Linked DNA regions of Mus musculus: regions 1, 3, 4, 5 and 6 are each linked to region 2. Evidence: chromatin contacts called from public Micro-C, promoter capture Hi-C and targeted proximity ligation data. All regions are on one chromosome and are shown on one strand. The core of a region is the stretch at or near the end of the contact, and the rest is flanking DNA. Distances in the headings are between cores, read along the strand shown. Region 1 holds the start of Mamdc2 (MAM domain containing 2). Region 2 holds the start of Apba1 (amyloid beta (A4) precursor protein binding, family A, member 1). Region 3 overlaps Mamdc2 (MAM domain containing 2). Region 4 holds the start of Smc5 (structural maintenance of chromosomes 5). Region 5 overlaps Mamdc2 (MAM domain containing 2). Region 6 holds the start of Tjp2 (tight junction protein 2).

Region 1 (4,544 bases), core at 1,935-4,434, 310 kb before region 2:
CCCACAGAAGTGTCTGGACTCTGTTTCAAAGGGTTTCTGCAATAAAGCGCAGGTTTTCAAATAGCTTCCCAAATTTTAACCCGGGGCAATTTTATCATTTTAATTTCCCAATCTAGAGTAAGGGGAATTCTCAGTGATCACTGTGTCACCAGCAAGTACAGCAGCTGGCACACATCTGCCTTGCAGCCTCGGAGTGTGCAAAGGGCAGTTGTGTCCAAATTTCAGCCGTTGAGACTTGGATCTGTAGAATAGAAGCTCAACTTGTCTGCTCTGCCCTGGAGTCCTCAGGACAGGATGAATTAATGTCCCCTAGCCAAGCCAGAGGTCCTAGCCTCCAGCCAGAAAGCACTGGCTACATGAAAGAAAGGGAGAGAGCCACAGTGCATTTATTATGTGATTAAACTCTAATCACCTTTTCCTATAAGCGTCTTCCTGTTTTCCCTGGAGGGGGCTGTTTAACGGTCACACTGGTGTAGAGATGCCAGTGCTGTGCAGCACTTCCTGCCAGTCTGGGAGGCCCTAGCACTCAGCAGGCAGCAGCATGCTCGCCCAGGATTTTGGATGGGAAGCAAGTTTGATCTGACAGGAGGCCATAGTGAACATGCAAGGACTCAGAGTCCTGGCTGTGTGTTTGTGTGTGTGTGTGTGTGTGTGTGTGTGTGTGTGTGTGTGTGTGTGAGAGAGAGAGAGAGAGAGAGAGAGAGAGAGAGGGAGAGGGAGAGAGGGAGAGAGAGATTTCTCTTTTCCTAGGCCCACAGCAGCTTGAGACAAGTGAACTTAGGGCAATGTTTGCTCTCAGGTGAGGGGCTCATTTTGATCCTGGTCTTACTTGGGGCTAGTGACATAATGACTTAGGTATGGGTATAGGTGGTGTGTGTGTGTGTGTGTGTGTGTGTGTGTGTGTGTGTGTGTGTGTCTATACTGTGGTAGTCTAGGATTCTCAAAGTGTGGTTCCCAGATCAGTAGAAACAGCAGCAGTCCCAGTATCTTGGAACGTGAGAAATTCTCAGGCCCCAGTCCAGACCACTGAATCAGACTCTCAAGAAGGGATAGGAAACTGCTGGAACATGCCTGCCAGGTCATCCTGAGACCTTCTCAAACCAGAAGGCATTTGAGAAGCCTTATAAACTGAGAATAATGCTTTCAAAGTCACTGCCATAGCATAGGTAGAGTCATCATTCAAAATGTTTCAAACCCAATCAGAACAGGGAATATAACGAAGGGGGTGACAAGCTTAAACTCTTCTCTTGAAACCACCAGCAAGACAGGGACCCCTTAAACATCTTTCTCACATAAACCTAAATAAACCACACTTAAGACCTGGCAAGTGTTGGAGACAAGAGATGACTATTGACTTAGTATCTTCTGTGTCCCCCACCCCACCCCGCCCCCAGCTGTGGTTCAGTATTGGCCACTCAGTCAACCATGTGACTAGTTGAAGGCTCAGATTCTCATATGAATGCTATTATCAGCCACCTGTGCGGGTCAGGGAAGCTCACACAGGCAAGGCTCCCAAAGTCACATGGGCAGGAAGGACTGTGGTCACAGCTCTCCGTCCTAAGCAAGCGTCCAGTTCCAGGGAGCCAGGCTGGATGACTTGAACTCCAAGGTTGCCTGAGCTGGGAGAATGCTCAGCGGCCTTCCTTTATACAGCAGCATGTCTTCTAAGGGAGTCTACTCTAAGTCCAAATAAATGGTCCAAAGTAACACGTTTCAAAATGATGGTGATAAGAGCGAAGAAAGGAAAGGAGAGGGACACCAGTGCTTGTTACTGGAATGTTTGTTTTTTTTTTTACTGTAACAATGAAGGGTAAGAAAACACATCACAGACTCCTTTTCACTTAAACGTTGTCACCGGAACCCCAGCGGTGCAGAGTAATGTGACTGATCAATTGGCCCTAGCCCAGTGGCTTCAGGGACTCCGTGGTGGAGTTAACTCTTTTGTCCAGTGCTGAATTAGATACAATGGGAAAGGATGAATCACAGGTAAAACTGCTGTGGGTGGACCAAAGTGGGAGAGCTTAGCACAGAGGACGCTCACAACCGTGTGGAAAATTTCTGCAAAGCTTCCTGTGAGCTAGTCCGTTTGACAATCTCAGCTCGGGCAAGTAGCCACTGAGACTAGCAAGGCTATCAGCCTGCAGGGGGCACACGGCTAGGGGCAACAATCATTAGCAGAATCCCCTTTGTCCCTTTCAATAGGGTGTGCTGGGGGTAGGAGCGCATGCTCAGAGCCAGGTACACAGCTGTTCCCCTCCGCCCCCTTTCCCGTGGTTTCCCTGGCCACTCTTTGCTGCAGGAGAGTTGGAAGGAGGTTTCATGACTCACACACTTTTCCTCCCAAAGGGAAGTAACTCCAAGATATCTTTACTTCCGGGGGGTTGGGAGGAACAAGACGTGAAGAAAGTTCACCTCGAGCATCTTTCTACGAAGTCCCCTTACCTTCCTCATTTAGTATCCAAGGCAGAAACGCAAACACGGAGTCAAAGCCACACGTGTCTTCTTCAAAGGCGCAGGAGCCAGCGGGCAGGTCTAGGGCATTGGCAAGCTGCAAGGCTGCGGGCACAAAGGGACTTTCAGTTTGGGTTTCTGCCTGGTAGTATTGCACTAGCCCTGGGGACTACCTGGTGAAGTTCGGGGAGTCTTGTGGGAAGGAAAGAGAGAAGGATGTCTGACCTCCCTCAACACTCCTGGGACCCTCCTCTGCGCAACTCCATACCCACCCCCATCCCGTGCTTGACCAGGGAGAGCCGGGAGCTTAGTGGCTGAGAATTGTCCAGAAGAGCTGTTGGATGGCGGAGCGGACACCAGAACCCCACCCTGACAGCCCAAGAGGGAGCGAGTTTCCAGGACGCCCTCCCCGGGGGGGTCTCCTGTTGGTTCTTACCTTGCACTACCAGCAGGACCCCTTCTAGTAGCATAGTTGAACTTCAGGCAGGAGGACCCGCGAGGGCTGCTGGCTCACTGTGGCCCGCTGCTCCTAGGGAAGGGAGGGTGCTAGGCAAGGAGCTGGGGGACCTGCTGGGGGATGCCACAGGCTGCTCAAATTCGAAGAGTCTGAGGAGCAGAGCGCGCTGCGCAAGGCTGTAGCGTCCGGCCACTCGTAGCCCGGTTGGGCCCCGGGCGACTGCCGGACTGGACAGGGAGGAGACAACTGCACACTTGAGAAGGGCCAGCCACCACTTGGGGGAGAGGAGAGGTCAGCAAGTGGTGCCTTCGTCCAGAATTTTAAAGCTGGGGACCAGACCTCTTGCATACACTTAGAAGGGGCAGTCCCTCTGCTGGGTTGAGACCAGAGACTCCTGCCCCGCCCATCCACGGTGGGAAACAGCTTATTTCAGGGGACAGCTTTCCCTGCATGTAGCTTGTAACTATCTCTCTCTCTCTCTCTCTCTCTCTCTCTCTCTCTCGTGTGTGTGTGTGTGTGTGTGTGTGTGTGTGTGTGTGTCCCTAATTTTAACCACCTTTCTTTAGAATGGAAAGGAATGGAATTCTCTTAGGGCTTTCTAGAGGAAATTTTGGATATGGTGGGCGTGGGATAAATTTTAATTCTCAGAGCGTTCGACCCAGTGTTGCTAACCCTGGAATAGTACCCCCCCACACACACACACACACTCCTTTTGGGCAGAAGAATGTCTGGCATGCTTGATGTTCAGCGTTCCCTGGTCCAGTGAAATGGGGGGGGGGGGCAGTCCTCTTCTGCAAACAGCCATTCTAATGGAAGGTTGGGGAGAGGGTCATTTCCCTGATATCAAATAGTTAAAAGTATATTAGTTTTTTTCTGCTTCTTAATCCCCTTTGTATGCTTGTGCAGGCATTTCTGTGTCTAGAGTAGGCTTATTTTTAATCCCCTAAAGAGGCCCATGTTTGAGTCCCTCATCCAGTATTTCTGTGGTGGGACTCCTGATTCTGTACATTTCTAATCAGTTTCCAGCTGAGGTTGGCCCGGACCCACTTTCTGAGGACCGCTGGTCTAAAACACTCCTGTTCAGCTGTCAAAGCTCTGCTCACTGTCTTCAGTTTGACCTCTCAAGCTTGTTTTTCCTACCTTCCACAGCAGCTGTCTTGTTGGGCCTGGATGCCCTTTCTCCCTGGCCCTTGACACTGGATTGACTGAAGCTCGTCCTTAATCTCTTGCTGCCTTTTCTGACCACTCCCTGGGCGCTTTACCTCGTCCCTCACATTTAGACATCACCGCATATATCAGAGGCTGATGACTGATGATGCTGGGGAAGCACAGTAGCTGCTGGCTTCTGTCTCACTATCACCTGACCATTATCCGAGTGGATGCTTGCAAGTTGTCTTGGACTTAACAGGTCTCAAGGAGAATGGTTCACAATGTCAAACTTCCTCTTTTCCACCTTAGTTAACAGCGTTGTTTTCCAATTGCTGATGACAGAAAAACTTGAGAATTTAGAGTCAGGCCCGAAAGCTCTCCTCTTCCCAAGACAATGCCAAATCTTGCCTGTTCCGGACTGACATCACACCAGGTACCCACCTGCTCCATGTTCATATTCAGGCCCTGATTGGTCGCTGCTGGCATG
Region 2 (4,266 bases), core at 205-2,704:
CCAGGGAACATCAGATACCCCTGCACCTTGGCAGTTGGAAAGTTCACAGTTGTTCTCTGATGTGTAGTTTTCCCAGGGTGCTATGAATTCTGGAGGGACGAGGACCCTATCTGGCTTTCACCAGAGAGGGTAGTTTTACTGACAAGATGAATAGGGAATGACTGTCACAAGAAAAACAACAATGGCCCTTATTTCTAGTATATGTTTAAGTTTTATGAAAAGATACTGGGGGGACAGGAGAAGCTATACTTTTCTTTGTCAAAGCCAAGAAACTAATTACGAAGTAGAATGCAGAAATTCATGTGAATTTTAAGGCTAAACAAGAATTCTAGGATGCCTCGGGCTACACCCGTAGATATTTCTGGAGATACTGTGCTTAATATGGAAATACTGTATAATGATAGATTTATCTCTCCCTAGGTCAGATAAGGAAGGCTTGTCTTCATTTCACTAGATGAGAATATGCATACTAAGACGGACTTGAAAATTATAAGGTTTCGGGGGAATATGACCCTTAATTTTTAAATTGAGAACTCTGTCCCAAAGAGGGGGGAGGATGTAGCTATGGAATCGCCTATTACAGATGGAGCTGGCGCCTGAACCCAGGCGCCTGAACCCAGCCCCGCCCTCGCCCCTCCACTCCCACCCCGCCGCCGCCCAGGGGCCAGTCCACCTTTTCATTAAGTCACAACACCTGCTACCTGGTCCCTAGTGCTCAGGGTCCCCACCCTCCAGAGAACCTAATCATATACCAGGCGAATTGCCTCTGCACGTCTGGAAGACTCTTTTAAGCTCCTAGCAACGGGCATCGAGAAACCAAGTGGACCATTTCCCGACCCCGCCTTCCAGACGCTTTCTGGGTGGGGCGGGTTGGGCAGCGCCCCCAGTGGGCGGCCAGACAGACGCCCAGCTTGTTCCTCTCAAGCTCACGCGGGCGCCCCCTCGCGGCCACTCGAGGAGCGCAGCGCCGCATTGCAAGCTCCAAGCTTTTTCTTGGCTTTCAGGCCCGGGAAGCGGGAAAACTGCGTGTCACTAAGCAAGAGGACACGGGCAGCCGTCCACGCGGCAGTGTGTCCTAAGCGTGACCAGAGCCCATTCGCAGAGACGGGGCCGGGGATGAGCGTTAGGGACCTGGGACAGAGGACCGTGGAGGTCCCCCTGTGTCCCCGCGGGAGGCAGCCACGTAGTCCATTCCAGGCTCTCGGCCACGAGAGGGAGGGACTCGCGCACAGCTACGGCGACGGCTGTGGACCCCTCGCACGCTCACGCGCGCCCGAGCTGGACTGTCGCGTCGGGCCCGCGCCGCGCGCGCGCACGCGGGTGGGCGTGGGAGGCAGGGGCGCTGCTGCACGCGGCGTGCGCGCGCTCCCCCCGCCGTCAGTCGCAGCCGCCCGGCCCCGGCGCGCGTCACGAGGGCGAGCGGGCGGCGAGCAGGGGGTGGGGCCGCGGCCGGAGGGGCCCGAGCGGCTGCCGAGCTAGAGCCGGAGGAGCGGGGCGCGGGCGGCTGCGGTCCCGGTGGCGGCGGGGGAAGATGGTGGCGCTGGAGGCGGGAGCAGCTGGAGAGCAGCTTTATTCCCAGGCTTGGCACGGTCGCTGTCACTAGCGCCGCCTGCTCCCGCGGGCCCGCGGACCCAGCTGTCAGGCAAGGTACCACCGCCAGGGCGGGCTGGGTGAGTGCCGGGCGCCCGACGCCCCGGACGGAGCTCGGGTCCTTTTGGAGGGATGATCCCGGGAGCTAGGGGTGAAGCGTGGAACAATAGTGCGGATGAACAGGGACGGCAGGCGACATCCAGGGAGGCAGTGCTTGGAGCTAGCGAGGCGGGGGAAGGGTGTGTACTAGAGAGATGCCAGGCGTCCGGTGCGCGCTGAGATACCCGGCTTTGGGAAGAGCGGGCCTGATGACAGTCACGGAAGGAGTGTGTGTGTGTGTGTGTGTGTGTGTGTGTGTGTGATAGCAGAGGGGATGGAGGTGGCAGATCCGAAGTGTAGGGGGAGATGACATTTCCAGGAATCCCCGCTAGGATCCCTCCTCTCTGGCTGACTGATGATGGAAACCGTGAGGTGGGCAGGATGCACTTGGTGTGTGAAGTGTGGAGGGGAGGCAGTAGGGTAAGGCCGGGTTTGTAAAATCCCGTGTAAGAGTGAGTGTTTAGCGTGCAATTGGATCCACGCTCTCAAAACTGCGCCCCACATCCAGCGATCTGCTTTTCCTGACTTGATGCCGCCAGCTAACACTGTGGGACAGTATTGGTTATTTTGACCCTGCAAGTCTAAGAACAGTTTCTGTTCTGCTACTGTTCTTGGGTGGCTGGGTGTACGGATTCTCGCTTCCCCTTTCCCTAACGTCCTAACACGGGGATGTGGAAGTGAGCGGTTGCTTTGAGGCACATGGCAGCAAACCAGGATAATGGTTACACCTTTTGAGACAGCTGGTGTCCCTGGCTCTGAAGGGCGCTTTCTTTGGCACTTCACAGCCTCTCATTGACTGCCTGACTCTGCAATTTCTATTGTTTATCTCTTGTCTAACCCCAAGAAGAGGGTGTTTAATGGTCATCTTCCTCTCCCGTTCCCACAACTTTTATCACCAGACTCCCTTCCATATATAAGTACTGAAAACCTTCTAGCTGAAGATTGGATAGTCTTTGCAATGATTCTTTTAGAATAAACTCTTGAGGTGTGTAAAGAAGGTGGGGGCTTTAAAAATACAAGAACAAGATTGAAAGGGAAGTAAAAAAAAAAAAAACAAGGAAAAAAAAAAGAGTGCCCCAACATGCATTCTCTTGGGTGTTTTTCCGTGGGAAATGGGATGCTAGTGACAGCCACTCTCCCGGCTTTCACAATGGTTAGAAGGTCCATTTAGGAACTGAAATTTCCCGAGACCCATGGATATAAGATCTCCAGTCAGTGAAGTCCCCGATTTCCTTCCCAGGACAGCTCACTCGTAGGAAATTTGGCAAATGTTTGGCTCTCCAATGATGTCTAGGAACCAAGACAGAGAAAAAGCACGCAGAGTCTATAGATGCTTAAATTTCTCTGCGTAATAAAGATAGGGTTGCGTAGAGAGGGAAAGCACTAGAGATGGCATATCCGTATGCGTGTCCACTGCCGCCTGGTTCCCTGGAGTCTGTATTTCTCCTGCAATATCCATAGGAGTGAATGCACCTTTATGATAATAGCCCAGTACTTTACTGATGTCATATGATTGGATTCACCTGCTTGGGACATATTTTAGTTATAATACCTTAAATTCTACTGAATTGCTGTCAGAACCCAAATGGGCTGCACTGGGCCTCTTTGAAAAGCTTGAAATAATCACAAGGATGTACAAATAAATGTATGATATACTGACACCAAAGATTTCTTTCTTTTTCTAAAAATTTTATTCTTTGGGCAAAGTATAAAGTGTTATTCCATGGGTACATTGAAAATAATAAAGCTAAGGCCATCTACATATGACTTTTCCTTCTCGTTTATTGTTTTTAAAACAAATGATGACATGTGGACCAACTATGCTGGAAGCTATGAGTGTAAAGTAAATTTCCCCGCATCCTTCAAGCCAAGCCTTCTGAAATTTTAATGTGAGGTTGTTGGATCTCATCCGAGACTTTAAAAAGGACTTATAAAAATGAATTTAGAATCCTAGTTCTTTAACTCTCTTAATGCTTTGGCCATATCTCATTCTGATGGATGTAAGTCACTTAAGAGGCTTAGGTTTCTTTACTTTAAAAAAAAGTTATCATCTCTGTATACGCAAGTAAAACCACATATGTAAATTTCTTATAAGAAAACTCAAGAATATTAGAAATTACCAACGTAAACAGCCTGATTAGAGAAAGAAGTGCATACAAACACAATTGATGACTTGAGAATTTCTGATTTCCTTTCTCATGTAAATGAGAGACTTTTTCAAATGCCATGCCCTGCTTTCCTAACGTTTGGCCCGGTGAGGTTAAAGGTACAGCTGAGATCTGTAATTCAGTTTGGTAAATGGCTGCACCTCTCCCTGCAGCCTGCAGCAAGCCATTTGTTTTGCATGAATGCCTCTTCGTCTTCTTCCCTAAAAGCAGCTTTAATGCCTTTCTCCTCTACCGCAAGCCTCCCTTTGAAAAGTTTGTCTTTTCAGAAGACTTGGAAGTAAAGGACATTTGAAAATTGACCTGCAGGGCCAAAAAGGGATAAACCATGGTGCCACGGGGGAAACTGAGCTTTTATGCTGCAAGGAAGACAAAATAGAACATCGAGTGGTAGAAACAGACTCGTGCTTGA
Region 3 (4,248 bases), core at 1,492-3,991, 400 kb before region 2:
AACCTCAAAGCCCATCCCCAGGGACACACTTCCTCCAACAAGCCTACACCTTCTAATAGTGTCACTTCCTATGAGCGTATGGGGGTCATTATCTTTCAAACACACACACACACACACACACACACACACACACACACACGTCCTTAGTTTCAGCAAATTAGCCTTCTCTTTAATTTGGGAATGAGAATTTAGCTCAAGTGGGAAATATTATCTTAGTCTGTTTGATAGGATATAGCTGAAAGCATTATTACAGACCTGCTCTATCTTCAGAGAAAGTCAGGCCACAAAGGTCAGCTTCAATAATGATTTCCCATGCTCCAGATACAGAAAGAATGCTTGTTAGTAAGATGGGATGGCCACAGTGTTGCCCTGAGCACTGTGAAGAAACGAATTTACTGAACAGTAAGGTCAATCGAATTTAACTGTGCCATTAACTACTGTCGTCCTTATTGTAAAAACACGTGTGTTTATCCATTTTCCCAGAAAGTTGAGAATTCCCTCTCTTTTTAAATGACAAAGTTATAGAATTTTAATTTTGGCCCTGACAAAGTTATATGAGGGTTCACTTTGAAGAAGAAGTTAATTAAATTAACAGCACATACTGTTTAGCCAAAACCATTCCAGTGATATCTACTGAATACTAATATATATAAGAATAAAGACATTATGGATCTTGGAGACTTGAAAATTAGAGTTTTTATAATTCTATCCAGAAGGTTGTAAGAGTTTTTTTTTCCCCCTTCAGGCTATTGAGCTATTCATGTATGGAACTTTAAATAATACCTTTATTTAAAGAAATACATGAATTTAGGTAAATTAATATTTAAGTTTTGCTGTGTGAATAGAAATAAAAGACTAAGCGTCTCATGCAAGCTTGTGTATAGTATCAATGAGATTAAATCCACTATATGAGGGATGAAAGAGGGGAACAGTTCAGAAAACAAACAAACAAACAAACAAACAAAAAGATTATTCCGTTGATGATCTTTTAAAGACAAGGTAAGAGAAAAGATGAGGAAATTAAAGACAGTTAAAAACAAGTGCCAACTCTGGGCATCTGGCGAGGCAGGCACCTTCCAAGCGAGGAAGAGTAAGCAGGTCTCACCTGTCTGATTTTGGCAGTGAACAGGAGAGAAAGAAATATCATCCAGGGCAACGTAGCCTCCTTTGGGACCATTGAAAGCAACTTCAAAAATAACCTGGGAAGAAAAGTGACAGGTTAGCATATATTTACATACTTTCTTGCTCTTACATGATTAAAAATGGCACATTGATCAAGCCAACTAAGGCCAAGTGACAAGGACTCATGCAAGTCTTTTCCAACATGTAAGTGTTTGGTCAGTACCCCACTCAACCTACAGCCTCTTTCAAGGAAAATGAAATCGCTATGTTTGCCTCTTGAAACGTTGTCTCCTGAGGTCTAACTCTCAATTCGATGATAGTAGAAGGCAAGTCCTCTGGGGAAGCCCTCATTCATGAGCTTAGTGATGAGAGTCCCAAGGAGCCTTCTTCTATGTGGAGACACAATGGAGGATGCCATGTGTTCACTGGGAAAAGGACCCTTGTCACGATATATCTGCTAGCATGTTGATCACAGTTTCCAGACTGTAAGACATGAATTTCTGATGTTTGTAAGTCATTGAGCTTGTGGTATTTTGCTGTAGCAACCCAGCCATAATGGACCAAGACACTTGAAATTTGTATTTACTGGGCGCCCTATCCCCTATTCCCTGAGTACCAGTCTAAGCCATTCCTGACAGATTCCAGAATTGATTGGCACCATAACCTTCACCTACAGGAAAAAGTCAGTGAAGAAAACAAATTAGGTTCTTCCATTATCTACAGAAAGCTAGTCTCTAACCTGTCTGTGCCCCTTGTCCCATATGGCATTCTGGATGAGAGCTAGGGCAAAGAGGCACAGTAGTCAGAGATGAGCACTGTGATCTGGCCTTTCCAGCCATGTTCCAGTGGATTCACAAAGACCATGGGACAGCAAAAGTTATACTTTCTTGTCTCCCACCCACTAACTTTGAACTTTCTGAGACAACAAGGCACCAGGTGTGATAAGCACAGGCTCAAGTTGTTAGGAAAACAATCCAGGTGTGCCGTCTATGCTGTGTGAGTTGACAGCTAGGGCACATTGTGGGTCATGGCTTCAAACTTAAATGCATGCCAGGTCCAGGAAGGCATAAATACATGAAGTTGCATGAAGTCTGGGATGCAGACTCTTGAGAGTGGAAAGGGCAAACCTATCTAAAGGAGGCTGCTGCTACCCAGTGACCAAATCCCTTGGATCTCAGTTTGCTGCCCCATTGGAGAGTAAGGTTTTGCAAATATAATTAAGATGAGGTCATGTTGTTGAAGGGTGTGTCTCTATTCCAATTGACTGATGTTCTTATAGTCTTTATAAAAGGGAAGGTTTTTATGTGTACATTCCTCCCATCTCCAACACAAACCAAAGACATTGGAACTGTTAGAAGAAGGGGAAAGACTTTGTTCATATTGAGCAGAGAGATTAAGGAGCTCTTTCTGACACGGGTCTGCAGTCACAGCACATATGCCAGGGTTCTCTGTTCAGAAAAGTCTATGTTTATTTTCCTCTTGAAATGCACCACATTCCTTGTGATTTCTCCAGTGCCAATTCCTTTTCTTGGCAATTAGGAAGAGCAAACAACCCAAATGACAGACTTAGACAAGCGGAGCAAAATCCCACACATGTGGATCCAAAGAGGAATGGTACGGTTAGTAGTACTCAGCAATATGACTTTTGAGTGCCGATTTAAAAAATATTTAGCAGTGCTCTATTCATGCAAATGTTGCCTAAAGAGTTTATATTGTAATTAAGGAGTTGGTAAAGAAAACACTATCCATGTGTGTGTATGTATGCATACACACATGTGTGTGCGTGTGTGTGCCTGTGTGTGCATGCACATGTGTATACACATGCCTGCCTGCCTGTGCATTACCATGTGACTCATTTGACTTTAATAGAAGGAATATGTTCTGGGGCAGCATTTCTTTTCCTTCTTGTAACCAAAGTCATAGAAAAATTTCCACTGGGCTGTATGAGCAAATCAAAGCCTGGTCAGACTTTGTGACAGGAAATAGCACACATTCTACAAAGGCACTGTGCTCTCTCTGGGGGCTGTTTGGGGTTCAGGAGATGAGAGGGAGATGAAGGAGGTGGAGGAGTGTCAGGCACACTAGCAGCAGACAGAGCACATTGGAAATGGAGACCAAGCCAGCCTTCTCCAGTTCTGCAGCAGGCTAGCAGATGGCGCCATTGAAAAGCAGCCAGAGGAATAAGCGAGTTCTGTTCTCTAAAGGGAGCTGGAGAAGATACTGCAGAGAGTACAAAGTGAAATGGAGCGGGTATTAATGCCATGGCAACTAGGACTCTCCTTATAGCTAGGTGCAAATGCTCATACCAGTCTTACACACGTAGCAACTATGATGCTGCACCCCCAGCTTGTGGCCTGGTGGGGGTCTCTGATAGACTGAAGCTTTTCCTACAGCTGCATATTAGATTCTAGTCTAGGAAGTCCCCTAAGCTCTCTGGCATCTCTCAGCTGTGTGACCTAGAAAAAAGATGTCAGACTTCTTGGATGTTTCTCTTTCCTCCTTTGTCCTCTGAATATGGGCATAATTTTATATATGTACTTTAGATAAGCATGTTCTGAAAGACACACACAGCTAGAGCTATAGATTTGGATATGTGCTTAATGAAAGGTCTATCACAGTAAACACTCTAAAGTCAATCGTCATTGCCATTGTTGTTTAACTTAGTTTCTTTTTTTTCTTTGAATTTTCTAATTCTTTTGCTTTGGATATTTATCACATATATAATTGTAAAAAGTTGTAATGTAAGAACCCCAAGATTTGTTTCAAATTAAGGCTGTAATGATAAGTTTACTTCTGATTTTATAACATTGTTTTTGTTGCAAAGAAGAAAGTAAGTTATGGGTGGTTGGTTGGTTGGTTTGTTTTTGTTTATAAGATCCTTTAAAGTTGATCTAGTGTGTGTTTTCCTGTAACTAAGCAAAGAAGCTGGGCATGGCAATCCAACCCTCCAGTTAGCAGCTATGGGAGGGACTCTTCTCTTGCTGACTAGATTCTTTGAGCCAAAGGACTATCAGTTGAATAACCAGCCAGACTACCCTTGTGCCAGCACCGGCTGGCTTGAACGCCTGGAAGAAGAGAATACACTGTGATCATAGAAGATTGTCCTGCCTTTTGAAGGTGCAGCTT
Region 4 (4,731 bases), core at 1,475-3,974, 480 kb before region 2:
GCTGGAAGCCTCTATAAAGGACACAGAGGGAAGCTTGTTCTCTTTGCCTGCTGGCTTCCCCTCTTGCTCTCAGTGACAAGTCCATTTCTTCATTGGCATCAAGAGCCTACCTCTGGGATTCTGAAGACCAGCAGAGACATCCAGTGTCATGGACAAAGTAAGAATAACTACTGGCTTCTTAGAGCCACTGTCAATGGTAGACAGCCTTTGTTGGACAAGCTGAACCAAAGCCTGTAAGCCATTCTAATAAGAAGCCTTTCTGTATATGGATATAGATGTATTCTATAAGTTCTGTTCCTCTAGAAAATCTGAATATACCCCCCCAAATCTAAAATCTTATATTATTAAAATAAACAAAACCATACCCAACTCTGCATTTTTCACCTACTTTTTTTCTTTTTGCTGTTTTGGTCCAAGCTTTTCTTCCTTGGTCTAAAAAGTTTTCTTTTGTACTACTTGATCAAAGGGAAAACATTTTTCCAATTGCTCAATGTAGGAGGCTTCGGTCTCATTACGAGTTCAATGGAGCAGTTACTTCAAGGATTATTTTAACTAAGCCTCTCTGACGAGTCCCCCGTGAGTCTCAGCTCACCTTCCAGTACAGGAGATCTCTGCGCTCATCTTCTCTCATTCTTACAATAAAGACTTTTTTTTTCAATTTTTTATTAGATATTTTCTTCATTAACATTTCAAATGCCATCCTGAAAGTCCCCTATACCCTTTCCTTCCCCGCCCTGATCCTCTACCCACTCACTCCCACTTCTTGGCCCTGGTGTTCCCCTATACTGGGACATATAAAGTTTGCAATACCAAGGGGCCTCTTTTCCCAATGATGGCTGACTAGGCCATCTTCTGCTACATATGCAGCTAGAGACACGAGCTCTGGGGGTTACTGGTTAGTTCATATTGTTGTTCCACCTATAGGGTTGCAGACCCCTTCAGTTCCTCAATAAACACTTTTTAATTCCTCCAATTTATATTTTCCTTTTTGTAATTTCAAAGATTTCTGTAACATCAATAGCCACCTATACACAGGACTCCCAAGCCTGTGACTTATTCTTTTCTCTCTGAGCTCGTCGAGGCCTTTAGAAACTCCATGCATACATCTCTCTTAGCTATCCCACAGGAAAGTTCAAGACAGAGGCGCTCAACTGCATTCATCATTTATTCTCCGTCCACTCCACCCCCCCACTACTCTCTCTTGAATAACCAGATTGGTTAGCCAGAGCCAGACTTGGGAAGAACTAGGACACACTCCTCCACTCTCAGGCCTCACAATCTATAGGCAGATCTTATCAAATAACCCTTTCAGCTCTGCATTCTTGCTTTCTTACTTTAAATATTCTTGCTTGCTATCTGGCACCCTTTCAAAATCACAGGTTCCCGACCGCCTGCCTGCAGGATGATGCTGGAGTTCTTTAGTATAGTAACAGACAAGCCGGAACAATCGTTTCCAACCTCTATTCACCTATGTTCTTACATTCTACCTAAGGTCACTCACGAAACATTACAAACTGGCTTTCAGGCAGTTCCTTCTTTGGGTAATCGTCTTCCCTCCTTTTCTACTTTAGTATCTTCTTCACAAAGCTCTGATGGTTGGGGATGGACTTAGCCTTTTCAGTCTGTGCCTCCCATGAAATCCTGGGTAGATAAGTTACAGCAGATAACCTCATGCTGAGTACAGTTACCTTTCCTGATCAGGATTCAAATTAGCAATTTTGCTATTAGAATCTATACAGACCGGGGCAAAAAAACAATAGCCATGAGTTTATGTCATCAACAAAGACAGGTAGAAACGCAGCGATGTGTAAATAAAACAAACGAACACCTGATACACAACTGCTTGAAAAAAAAATGGTATTGTTATTAAGGGTCTATAAATTATGCAAGCCTACATTTAAGAAAAAATACCTCGAAAAGATAACTCTAAGATGATAAACAGATAATGATATTTCTGGTAACATTTAGAATCTACTCAACTAGTTGGGGTCGGGGCAAGGAAGAAAGGAGGATTGGACGGGGCAAGAATCTGCAAGGAGGTACAAAAACTGGGAACACGATTTTTAATTTCTTTGGTACACTCTAATCTCCAATCAACAACCATTACCATGTCATCTGCCCATTCTGGAAATCGTGTACACTTTTTAAAATTTGCCACTCTGCTGTAACTGTCGAGTTTTGTGAAGTGCACAGGTCCGTGGTAGATCGAGATTCGCAGATTAACAAACTAGAGACCCGGCCCCTTCGTATCTACTGCCTAGAGCCGACGCCTTCCAAAACCACTGGGTGGATAAAAACATCAGGCCACACGCCTACTACAGCCAACACGGCCAGTCTTCGTGGCCTAGGCAGGGAATGCCTCAGGGTTAGCCTGGCACAGGTTCCCCACCGCCGGGCACAGCCCACCGCCCCGGGCCTGCGGGCCGCTTGCTCCCGCCCAGCGCGGCCTGCCGCCACTCACAAGAAGTTCTCCATGGCGATGCGGACGATTGAGCCCTCGACGAAGGTCCCGGACGGCCGCGGCAGCGTCGGCAACGGGTTCGAGTTCTTTCTCTTGCTCGGGACCTCGGAGGAAGCATCTCTCGGGAGAGACCGCTTGGAAACCTGGGGGTTGGGGGGAGCAGCCTTCCCGCTCGGAGTCGCCATCCTGGCTTCCTCCGCGTCCCGCAGCGGCTTCCGTTCCCGGCGAGCCGCAGCCCAGGAGCCTCCGCGCCCGGCTCCCGCGCTAACTGACCCCGCCTGACCCCGCCCCCGCGGCCCCGATGCGCTTGCGCGGTTCCGCCCCGCAAACCCGAGGCCACGCCCCGACCAACGCTCCCCGGTGGCCTCAGAGGTGCGATGTGTGTGTGTGTGTGTCTGTGTGTGTGTGTGTGTGTGTATGTGTCTCTGTGTGTGTCTCTGTGTGTGTCTCTGTGTGTTTCTCGTGTGTGTGTGTGTGTGTGTGTGTGTGTGTGTGTGTGTGTGTGTGTGTGTGTGTGTGTGTGTGTTACTACTTTGCAACGGTCCCTCCCAGAACTCCAGGCTTCATCTGTCTTATGTTCTACATTGCAGTTTCCTTCCCTGGTGCTCAAATGAACTCCAAAGAAAAGATGCCTGTTGACTGTGCCTGTTGTTGGAAGCATGGCACTAACAACCATCTGATGCTCTCAAGATTGTGAAGAGTGTATTAATTACTTGCCCACTCACACTTCCTAGTCCTTTTATTGTATAATTTATTTATTTTTATTTTATGTGCATTGATGTTTTGCCTGCATGTATGTATGTCTGTGTGAGGGTGTCAGATCTCGGAGTTACAGACAGTGGAACCCAGGTCCTCTAGAATAGCAGTCCGTTCTCTTAACCACTGGGCCATCATGCTATCTCCCAGCACATACATTTATTTATTTATTTGAGACAGACTCTTTATATAGCTCTAGATGGACTACTACTCACTAGAGAGCCCAGGCTGGTCTTGAACTTTTACTACTTCTGCTTCCTTAGTGCAGCCACCAGTTCCAGTGCAGCCACCAGATGGCCTCTCCCTTCAGGGTTTCTTTTTTCTTTTCTTTCTTTCTTTTATTTAATTAAGCATTTCACTTATTTACAACCCAAATGTTGTCTCTCTCCCCCCCCCAGAGTTCTTCCCCCCCCCCCCCATCGCTCCTCCTCTTTGACTCTGAGAGGGTGCCTCTCCCTTGGTATCCCCCCTCCCTGGGGCATCCAGTCTCTGCAGGACTAAGCACATCCTCTTCCACTAAGGCCAGACAAGGCTGCTCTCTGCTACATATGTGCTGGTGGCCTTGGACCAGCCCATGTATGTTCTTTGGTTGGTGGCTTATTCTCTGGGAGCTCCTAGGGGTTCAGGTTAGTTGATATTGTTGGTCTACCTATGGGGTTACCATCCCCTTCGCTTTCTTCAATCCTTCCTTTAAATCTTCCATAGGGGTCCTTTCAGGGTCTTTAAATTCCCTGCTTCTTTAGGAATGGCTCTACCTCCCTGTGCCCATGTTCATCTCATTAGCCCTTTCAAAGATTATGCCCCTGAAGCCCATAGGCAACATTCACCCAACCAATAATAACCGGCCAGAGACTAGGGTAATGGGGAAATAAAGATAAACCATTAAATAGTTTTAAGTAGGAGAGGCCTGTGATCTAATTAAAGCTTTTCAGTCATTCTGCTTGCTGTGTGGAAAACTCATTGAAAGGAGACCTGGGGAGGCCAGTTAGAAATCCCATGCAGTAGAGTCCTCTTTTGACCACTAGAACCAACACTCCTTTTTGCAGGCCCCTGCTTCTTTCTCTCATACAAATGGAATCTGCTCAGTAAAAGTTAAAATGAAAGAAAACATAATCATTGTAGAAAGCATATAAACTTGTTATGGGTACTTGATGTGTGTGTGTGCCTCTGTGTGTGTGTGTGTAAAAATTAAGGAATACCTTGTAAAATGTTCAAGTAACAGGAAGAAATAAAAAGACCCAGTGCTTAGGATACCATGCTGCTAGTACTTCTACACATAGCTGGTATATTCTTGGCTTCAAGAACTTAAAGGTTGCCAGGCATGGTGGTGTATGCCTGCAGTCTCAACACTCAGTATACTGGCCAGGAAGATCACAAATCCTATCAAGGAGAAGGAGGGAGGAGAGGAGAGTCAGATTCTGAACAAGTAATTAGTTATGAGGGAATTTATTCTATGGACAAATAAGAATATAACCAGCAATGGTGGGACTTAAGAGCTTCACCATTAAAGTTAA
Region 5 (4,785 bases), core at 1,533-4,032, 440 kb before region 2:
GTTTGCTTTCTGGTCCTGCATTTCTGAGTCTTGGGTGTCAGGTGAAAGCTATCAGCTAAGACTAATAATTCCAAGGGGCTTTCAGCTGAGTGCCGTGTGATTTGAAAGGAAGTCCACCGTGCTTGACCCAGGTAAGTGTGCTTTGTTTGGAAGAGGGGTCTGGAAGGGGGGGGGGCATTTTTCAGTCTACCACTCCAGTAGTTTTGGCCTTTGCAAATCACTTCAGGATATGATTTGTATTAAGGACACATGTATATGGAAATACTGAATTGAAGCAATATAGACCAACTTCTAGTCCTAAAAAAATGATTTTAACAAGTTTGTCAGCTCATCAGAGTATGATTAAGTGAACTGGCTATTCCTTTTGACTACAAATACTACTCCCCCCCCCCCCCCCTTTTGTGTAGCCCTGGCTGCTGTAGAACTGACTCTGTAGACCAGGCTGATCTCGAACTCAGAGATCCTTCTGCCTCTGCCTCCCAAGTGCTGGGATTAATGGCATTCGCCACTCCCCCCCCCCCCCCCCCCCGGCTACTTCTTTCTTCTTGATTTTTACACAATACTTCCTTTTCCTGAAACAACCATCGACCCTCACAGAGGCCACGTGCCTCGCACGTGTCTGGAAAGCAGAGAAAAGCTGAGTGTGCTGACAGTGGTTCCACGTCACAGCTTTGCGCTCTGTCTCAGCACCAAAGGCTTGGGGTGAAGCAGGACATCACAGGGCTGATGCTTGAGGCGAGGCCCTGGCTCCCTGCATAGGAAGGATTCCAGACTGTGGAAAGGGTTGTTAGTAGGACGAGGGTGGGGAGTAAAGCCTATTCTTTCCGTTGGCTACTGTCTGACAGCTAGGGTGCAGGTGTCCCATGAGACTCTCCTGGTGCTTGGGGCTCTGCTGTTTGTGAGACACCTGAGAAGTAGATTTGTGTGTGTGTGTGTGTGTGTGTGTGTGTGTGTGTGTGTGTGTGTTTCAAGACAGGGTTTCTCTGGGTAGCCTTGGCTGTCCTGGAACTCACTCTGTAGACCAGGCTGGCCTTGAACTCAAAGATCCGCCTGCCTCTGCCTCCCAAGTGCTGGGATTAAAGGCCTGCGCCACCACCCTTAGCTGCTTAACAGCTACTCTGCTAGGTTCTTTTTTTCAGGGTTGGGGAGGGGCTTTGACAGCCTCTGACTGTCAGATTCATGACTTTTGACTTTGCTGTGTCACCCACTTAGTTTAGCCACGATAAAAGACCTGTCATAAACAAGGAGTTAGTTTTCCATGGGCACACATTTCTGGAGCAGGATGGGAATGGTGGCTGCCCAACGATGGGATATGCTTAATGCCACCAAACCAAATGGGGACAGTGTATTTTTCCCACTGTTGTGAGTTTTAGAGAAAAGTTAGTTATAAAGTCGCCGGTCAGAGCCTAAGACGGGGGTGGGGGGGGGGGGTGGGGGGTGGAGGGCGGGGGAGGGGAGGAAGCACAGGGAGCTCCTATAGAGCAGGAGGGGCGCAGGCCACTGGAGCCATAGGCTGCTAGATTAGGGGCTCCTTGAAGGGCTTTCGGCAGAAATGAGGGTGAGGTACGGGGGTGGGGGTGGGGGTGGGGGAGGGCCAGTCCAGTCAGACCCACCAGATGTCCAGTATTTTAACAGTTTTAATCAATTAATTCTATAGGTTAGAATATGGAGTAATAGGTTTCATTTTGCATTTTCAAACATTTTTACCACATCTTTAGAAAGCTTTTCATAGAAGTCTTCCTTGGGAAAGTGGGGTCTGACAGGATCAGACGCAGCCATGGGAAGCTTAGCTGTAGAAAGACTGTAGCACACTGGAGCCGCTAGGTTACAATCTGGGTATTGGGTACACAAATCTTTTTTTTTTTTTTTTTTTTGGTTTTTTCGAGACGGGGTTTCTCTGTATAGCCCTGGCTGTCCTGGAACTCACTTTGTAGACCAGGCTGGCCTAGAACTCAGAAATCTGCCTCTGCCTCCCGAGTGCTGGGGATTAAAGGCGTGCGCCACCACGTCCGGCCCTGGGTACACAAATCTTAAAAGACAAGGACTTGAACTGAGCTGTTCTTTAATCAAATATGTACACACACACACACACACACACACACACACACACACACGCATGCACGCACACCATGAACATGCTCCTGCCTGACTGATCAGAAGTTTGAGGCTACCTGGCCACCAAGACCTTGCCTTAAGAAACAATACAAAAGAAACAAAGAAACCAAACCCAAACAACACTTCAAATACTTAGCTTTCTTTTTCTCTTAACAGCATATTTCAGTAAATAAATTATTCTTTGATGTGTGTTCTTAGAAATAAAGAAGACCCCCTACTTGGACTTATTAGTACATTGGAAGGTAGTTTAATTTCCAGAACAAATACTCAAGAACAACTGAAAAGCGATGGTGTCTTTCTTTGGAATCACAAAGACAGTGAATGGAGATGCTCTTTTGGGACGAGAAAAGATGGGGTAGAAAGACCACGTGTTAAGAGACCAAGTGGACCAGGAGCTGAGGCTATGGGGGTTGTGGGGAAGGAATTTCTTATAAATGACATAGTTATCTGTTGATATATTATTTATCATCATTTGGCCCGGAAATTCCCTATTGAAAACAACCTTCTAAAACAACATTTTTAAGTTCTGTCAGCCTGGCATCACATACATGGTAATAAAAACCCAGGAAGTTTCTTATGACCCGCTGTCACTGTCCTGTAAATAAGAGGGGGTGGTGGCATCGGTGTTAGGAAGCTTGCTGCTTCTGTAAGAGAGAGCTACTCATGCAGATGGTGCAGGGACCAAGGAATAAACCCAGCAAAGTCAATGCTACCTCCATGCCAGCCATTCTCCATCTGTCACAGAACTCTTTCTTTTAACAGCCGTGAAGTGGTAGGGCTAGAGTATTTTTGGAGGATGCCTTTGTTATTTTAGTACAGTGATTTATTGATATGTATTCCCCAAGATTTCATCATCCAGGTTCTATCTTCATGATATTTTTTTGTCCATCATACGCTCGTTGCATTTAATATTTCCTTTTTAATGCTTTACTTGTAATACTTCTTAGTTTTGTTACTCATATGTATTATTCGAGCAATAAACTTCATGTTATCATGAAAACAGAAAACAAGCTGTGAGGCTATAATATAATGCATCTGGCATGCTGGTTATGGGTTTTCATATGCATGGGTATTACTGGCAAACCTAAAAATAGCTATACTCTTATCAGTCGATGTTCTGGGGGTGGATAGACTATGATTAGGGGGCTTAATGACTCTACCAAATCTTTCGCTTTCTGCTAAGGAAATTTATTAGTGGTCACAGGCAATGGCTTTCTGTTTTAGAGAGGCACATATGGCATTAAACAGTGAATCCAGGAAAGTATTACAGAGCCAGACATCAGATTCAATAAAAGATTCATGAATTGTAAAAATAACAACATCACACATTTCAGTGGCTTTATGTATTACCAGTTAATCATCAGAGCGACCCTAGGGACTAATAGGGCATTAACCATGATTGCTGCTTTATATAAGGAAACTCAGACTCAGAAAGGCCATGTAATCATGCTCCAGGCTCTGCAGCCAGCAAGGAGCAGGGACAGCTCACTGCTGGACGCTTTGTCTTTCCACAAGACTGTACCATGCCAACCTCAGACTGTGGAAAGGTCTTTTTGCAATGTCCTTTAATAAGCCAGGAACTGTATCTCCCTTGGATTTGCTAATATATGATGATGCATTGATTCTGACAGGCACAGAAGTACCTGGCATATTTATAGAGGGCTTTTTTGAGCTTCTCATTTTATTTAATGGATTTATATTGACTTACCATTTAATACAGTTATTTACAAAATGGCTTAGATGCCTCTCTCCTTTCTTCCTTCTCACTGTATATGCTCCTGCTAGTATAGACTGACAGGCTTGACGGATGGGGCGTGAAAAGGTAGGATGCAGTGTACAGATACAGACATGTCCTTCAAAAGTCCCAGAATGCATTATGTTAATTAAAAGTGCCCCGGGACCATCAAGGGTAAACAAATACACGGTAGGCATCAAGGAGACACACAGTGTCTCAGTGGAGCCCTTTCCCATGTATAACAGGAAGTCCCACCCTTTACGGTCTCTGTGGTTATCTAATTATCTACATTTGAAAAGAAACCGTAAAAAAAGTTTGTTAGGATTAAATGCCATAAGCCTCCAATGCAGGCAATAGCTTTCTTTTTTTTGTTTTTGTTTTTTTTTGGTTTTTCGAGACAGGGTTTCTCTGTGTAGCTCTGGCTGTCCTGGAACTCATTTGTAGACCAGGCTGGCCTCGAACTCAGAAATCTGCCTGCCTCTGCCTCCCGAGTGCTAGGGTTAAAGGCGTGCGCCACCACGCCCGGCGCTTTTTTTTTTAAATGCAAGTCATTATTATTATTATTATGGCAGTGTGTACCTAATAACAAAAAGCTTATTGCTGCTACCTAAGAAAAGCAGCAGATAATTATTAAAACTTTACTAAATGCATTTCCACAATATTTAATATGTTGCTTCAGCTGATCTATAATAGGCTGTCTACCTCCAGCACCCTAAAAAAAAAATCTATGAATTGCTGTTAATTGTTTGAATAAATGAAACATTTCAAAATACGTTATTTCAGGATTTGTCCCCCAGTAAAGAAAATTTTCAATGTTATCCATCTAAGTAAGCAGCATTATATTAACCGTTCAAGTTACTTTAAATCACTGGTTCTCAATCTTCCTTTAATACAATTCTTCACGTTGTGGTGACCCTCGACCACAAAATTATTTT
Region 6 (4,464 bases), core at 1,186-3,685, 470 kb after region 2:
ACAAACACACACATACACACACATACACACACACACACCAATACACACACATACATACATACACACAACACACACATACCACACACACACATACACACACACATACACACTCACACAAGCACACACATACACACACCACATAAACACACTCACACCACACACACATACACACACACTATACATACCACACACACACATACACTCACTCACACAAACACATACACATACCACACATACACACAACCACACACACACACACACACACACACACACTCACACACAAGGGGGTGGGGTGGGGTGGAGGTGGGGGTAGCAATGAAGACTCATGCAGTAGAGGGGCTTGCAGCCAAGTCTAAGGCTCCCTCCCACCCCAGGACCCATAAGGTAGGAGAAAACACTCATTAGCTAGCCTAGAGTTTGCTAGTAACCATGCTGGCCTGGACCTCACAGAATTCATCCTGCTGTCTTCTGAGCGCTGAGATTAAAGCTGAGTGCCACCAAGCTCTGTTATAAAAAGTAAGTTTTTTAAAGACTTATTTATTTAATGCATATGTGTACACTGTAACTGTCTTCAGACACACCAGAAGAAGGCACCAGATCCTATTTCAGATGGTTGTGAGCTACCATGTGGTTGCTGGGAATTGAACTCCAGGACCTCTGGAAGAGCAGTCAGTGCTAATACCTCTGGGCCATCTCTCCAGCCCTGTAATTTTTTTTTAAGTGCAGTTTCATTACTTAGTACCAAGGCAATGAGGAATTAAGAGATTTCGGGGAATCTATACTTAGTTAATTCATGCGGGCTGAGTCCACTCCCTAGGTGACTCCATTCCATTGCAGTCTAGACAAAAGAAAACCCTCCTGGCTCTTTATCTTCCTTAATGGAAAGCACACAACAGAATCCTGCAGCTAGCCTACCTTGGCCACTTAGTAATGTTGCATCTATTCTGCCTATTACATTCCTAGTCAGGATTCTCAGCCCCCTGAAGAAAACTGAGGGCATTCGGTGCCGTTTAACTTAACATTTAGGAAGGTTAAAATGCTCAATTTCACGTTCCGTATCATTTTAAGGCACATTTCAAGGCCAGAAACAAAAAAACCTGCAGCCTTATATGTTAGCCAAATATCTTCAAATCTCAATAAAGAGCCAATGGCTCTGGGGGCGGAGTGGGTAGGTCCAGTGTGGCTGTACTGTCTGTCCCCATTTTTAAAATAGCATTCAGATTTAAGGCTGAGTAGGAGTCCGACGTGATTCATTCCTTAGCTGGGCACCGCCACTTTTCTTGGGCCAAAGGTTCCCAAAGGTCAAAGTGCAAATAGATCCCAGGGCTAACAGGTCTAGGGTGCGGCCTGAAACCTGGGTTTTCAAGAGGCCCCCAGGCAATGTCCCAGAATCCCTCTCTCCTTACCAGGAAACTGGTCTTTCAAATGAACTAGGAAAGTCGGGAAACTTTTAGAGGCCAGAGGAGCCTCTGAACAGAACCCGCACACCTGCGGACCTGGGAAGGCGCGGTGGACAACTCAGAGACAGTAGCTCAGAAACCCTCTCGCACACTGCAGCAGCCTGGAAAACACCCTTTTCAAGCTCGGAGAATGCTTGGCATTCGGTGGCCTTTTTCCAACATAAAAATCTCCAACTCGGCTTTGACTGAGAGTCCCATAGAAAAGCCACGGAAAGCAGCCCTGGAGAGCTGACAACGCCCTGTGTTGACAACTCGGCTCGTCCTTTATAAAAGAGTCGAAAGACCCCAAATATATATATACACACACACACAAAGTCGAATTAAATGTTTCACAAAGCGACGGGACTGTTTTCCTGTCGGCGGCGGGGGAGGGGGCAGACTCATGGTCACCAGGATCGCCCCCACCTGCACACAGACACCAGCTTTCCCTCGCTCCGCGCCCGTTCAGGTCACCCACCCCTTAGATACCATCGCTGCCAACAGAAACCCAAAGGCCCTCTGAATCTAGCAGAAGAGACGCTCTGCGGGAGCGAAACAATGTCCCCGCCTGGAAGGACAAGGAGGAGCCAGGCACCTGTAGCAGCGGCGTAAACTCAGATCCCGGGTGACCCTAAGTCAACCCCGGTGATGCGAGGCTGCCCAAGGGTGGGAGATGGAAGTACGCACGCAAAAAGCAGTGCTCAAGAAATCACATCCCAAACCCCACGGGGACAACCGGCGTTCACGCACGCTGCCCCGCGGCGAGCCAAGGCTCCAGAGCAATCTTGTACCCCGGGAGGGACAGAGCCGCAGGTACTCGCCTGGAGAAGGGGGGCGGCGGCAGCCAGCAGAGTCAGCGCGCAGAAAGCGACGGTCCCAGGCGTCGGGCGGCGCAGCGCGGGCAGCGCCTGTCCGGAGGCGGAGTGCCGCGGGCTGCCGCAGCAGGCGGGAGCCAGTGACCTCCGCCACCGGCCGTTCCTGGGTATTGTTGTGACTCAACCTATTTCCTGTTTGGAGGGCTAGAAGAAAGGGGGACAAGTGCCTATCTAGAGTGTGTGTGGTTAGGGGGAGGGTAGATGGGCGGTGGCCATCACCTGCTTCCTCCAGACCCGGAAAAAAAAAAAAAAAGTAGCTCGCGCCACTTTGGGTCGTCCTGTTGGCGGAGGGGGAGGCCTCACCGGCGCCACCCAGCGGTGGGGCAGGGATTGAGCGACGCTTCCGCCTCTTTTCTCAGCAAAACCCCCAAGCTTCGGCTCAAGAGTATAAACATTCGCAGGGTTTATCTAATTCGTGCCCAGATCTGCTTTCAGTCTTTCCGCAGGTGCTGGCGAGGAAAGGTCAGTCACCCCTCAGAAACCACGGGAAGGGTGTTTGTGGGTCACTGTATGTATACGGTAGGGGAGTGGAACGGGTTGATTTTTGTTTGGGGAAGAAGAGAAACGGGTAATGGTATCGGTGAAAGATAAGTTTTAAGATCAATTTCAATCCCCCTCCCCCTCCAACCTCCCTGGTTCTCTGGCTCTGAGGCTCCAATCCGGAAATACCGGTTCCTCTCGGGGGACAATAGGTGAGGGCGGAGCACTAAGCCCAGAGCCTGCTTAGTCACACCGCGGGGAAGGAGGAATGTGCCTAGTGCCCAAGGCTGCACCCGGGGCGCAAGTTCGCCTTCCATTTAACCTAGTCTGGTTAAAAAATCCTAGGAAGAAAAAAAGAAAAGAAAAGAAAAAGAAAAAAAAAAAAATAAAAAGAAAAGCTGGATAGTGGTAGCGTATGCCTTTAATCCCAGCCCTTGGGAGGCATAGGTAGACGGATTTCTGAGTTCGAGGCCAGCCTGATCTACAGAGTGAGTTCGAGGATAGCCAGGCTACACAGAGAAACCCTGTCTCAGGGGGGAAAAAAAATCCTAAGAAGATTCCAGGGTACAGGATAAAAGTTGTGGTGATGGCGAGATGGATAGTGGTGATAGTTGTGCGGTGTGAATGCTCGCACTTGCCCACTGCGTTGCAATTTTAAGTATTTTAGTTTGCTTTTTTAAAAATCCTGTAAAGGATGCTGAGGTTCTATTCCAGGCAACTTCGCGCACGAGCGCCCTCTCCTCCCCACAAAACCCTTTCGCCAGGAGTAACTATGTCAACTGAGACACTCTCTCAAGGAAAAAAAAAAAAGAACAAAAACAACAACAACAAAAACAAAACCCCAACAAGAGAAACCAGGAGTGGTAGCACAGATTTGTAATCCCAGAGCTGGGGAGACAGATCCTTGGATTTACCAGCCCCCGAAAAATGAAAGACCCGGTCTTATAAACCAACATGGACAGATCCTGAGGAACAGGTGTTATCAGACCTGCCAATACACACACACACACACACACACACACACACACACACACACGCCCCAGGCAAAGGAAGATCAAACCTGAAGGCTCAGGCTTTAAGAAAGTATCACTTTAAGAAAAATGAGCACAAGCAAACTGTTAAGCAAATAAAAGCATACCAATTGTGCCTCCATTTACTAAGAAAGGAAAAACACCTACCCATGAATTTGCTTTTTCTTTTTTTGAGTTGAGGTCTTAGTTACTATGGCCCTAATGGCCCTTCCATGCAATCCTGCTGGTTCCAATTTTGGGGTAATCCTCCTGCCTCAGCCTCCCAAGTACTGGAATAATGGGGTGAACACTGCTGTTGTGTTTTTAAAAAAGAGAGAGAGACAGAGAGAGAGAAAGAACTTGGAATATGTTTGTAGGGTGAGGTACGGTGAAGGGGTGACTCTGGGCCCATGCTGAGGCATCCCAACCCCCTGAGGTACCAGCCATATGACAGATATAGCATGGAATAGAGTTTATTTAGAGCATGAGGAGTCGAGAGAGTAGAGACAGAGAGAGAGAGAGAGATAAAGAGAGCGAGAAGAGGAGCAGAGGCCAGCCATTAACATGTGGAGAAAGAGGGGGAGAGGAATGGGGAGAGAAGGGACAGAGAGGGAAGAGGAGAAGAAGAGAGTGAGGAGGGGACAAGCAGCCCCTTTTATA

The links. Promoter capture Hi-C pulls out the DNA fragments that hold promoters and counts their contacts. Hi-C and Micro-C count contacts between places; a contact is called where the count stands out from the background.
Region 1: a contact with region 2 is called in a promoter capture Hi-C map of embryonic stem cells, with 2.0 times the contacts expected there. A contact is called at or near these places in 1 of 39 promoter capture datasets (embryonic stem cells) and 1 of 484 Hi-C or Micro-C datasets (myocytes).
Region 3: a targeted proximity ligation map of forebrain shows a contact between it and region 2, with 8 times the contacts expected there. A contact is called at or near these places in 1 of 39 promoter capture datasets (hippocampal neurons), 4 of 484 Hi-C or Micro-C datasets (cortical neurons, embryonic stem cells, neurons and 1 more) and 3 of 130 datasets of targeted methods (astrocytes, embryonic forebrain and forebrain).
Region 4: a contact with region 2 is called in a targeted proximity ligation map of pancreatic cancer cells. A contact is called at or near these places in 9 of 39 promoter capture datasets (the 3T3-L1 cell line, the HPC-7 cell line, embryonic stem cells and 4 more), 4 of 484 Hi-C or Micro-C datasets (LSK cells, embryonic stem cells and nephron progenitors) and 5 of 130 datasets of targeted methods (astrocytes, embryonic hindbrain, neural tube and 2 more).
Region 5: a contact with region 2 is called in a promoter capture Hi-C map of hippocampal neurons, with 2.9 times the contacts expected there. A contact is called at or near these places in 5 of 39 promoter capture datasets (the 3T3-L1 cell line, the HPC-7 cell line, hippocampal neurons and 1 more), 1 of 484 Hi-C or Micro-C datasets (cerebral cortex) and 3 of 130 datasets of targeted methods (forebrain, memory CD8 T cells and neural tube).
Region 6: a Micro-C map of embryonic stem cells shows a contact between it and region 2, with 5 times the contacts expected there. A contact is called at or near these places in 3 of 39 promoter capture datasets (the 3T3-L1 cell line and cranial neural crest) and 1 of 484 Hi-C or Micro-C datasets (embryonic stem cells).

The regions. Positions count from the first base shown.
Region 1 is chr19:23,445,138-23,449,681 of GRCm38.p6, forward strand. Mamdc2 (MAM domain containing 2) reads right to left here and starts at 3,185. Exons shown (of 14, transcript NM_174857.3): 1 at 2,888-3,185; 2 at 2,443-2,556. The coding sequence starts at 2,921.
Region 2 is chr19:23,757,422-23,761,687 of GRCm38.p6, forward strand. Apba1 (amyloid beta (A4) precursor protein binding, family A, member 1) reads left to right here and starts at 1,455. Exons shown (of 13, transcript NM_177034.3): 1 at 1,455-1,670.
Region 3 is chr19:23,358,045-23,362,292 of GRCm38.p6, forward strand. It overlaps Mamdc2 (MAM domain containing 2), which reads right to left. Exons shown (of 14, transcript NM_174857.3): 7 at 1,106-1,199. Among named protein-coding and RNA genes, the nearest start is that of Gm41821, 60 kb to the left of the region's middle.
Region 4 is chr19:23,271,173-23,275,903 of GRCm38.p6, forward strand. Smc5 (structural maintenance of chromosomes 5) reads right to left here and starts at 2,725. Exons shown (of 25, transcript NM_001252684.1): 1 at 2,462-2,725. The coding sequence starts at 2,646. It overlaps Gm33950 (a long non-coding RNA gene), which reads left to right and starts at 2,736. Exons shown (of 2, transcript XR_386613.2): 1 at 2,736-2,833; 2 at 3,052-3,187.
Region 5 is chr19:23,314,234-23,319,018 of GRCm38.p6, forward strand. All of the region lies in intron 11 of Mamdc2 (MAM domain containing 2), which reads right to left. Among named protein-coding and RNA genes, the nearest start is that of Gm41821, 17 kb to the left of the region's middle.
Region 6 is chr19:24,222,591-24,227,054 of GRCm38.p6, forward strand. Tjp2 (tight junction protein 2) reads right to left here and starts at 2,436. Exons shown (of 24, transcript NM_001376368.1): 1 at 2,261-2,436.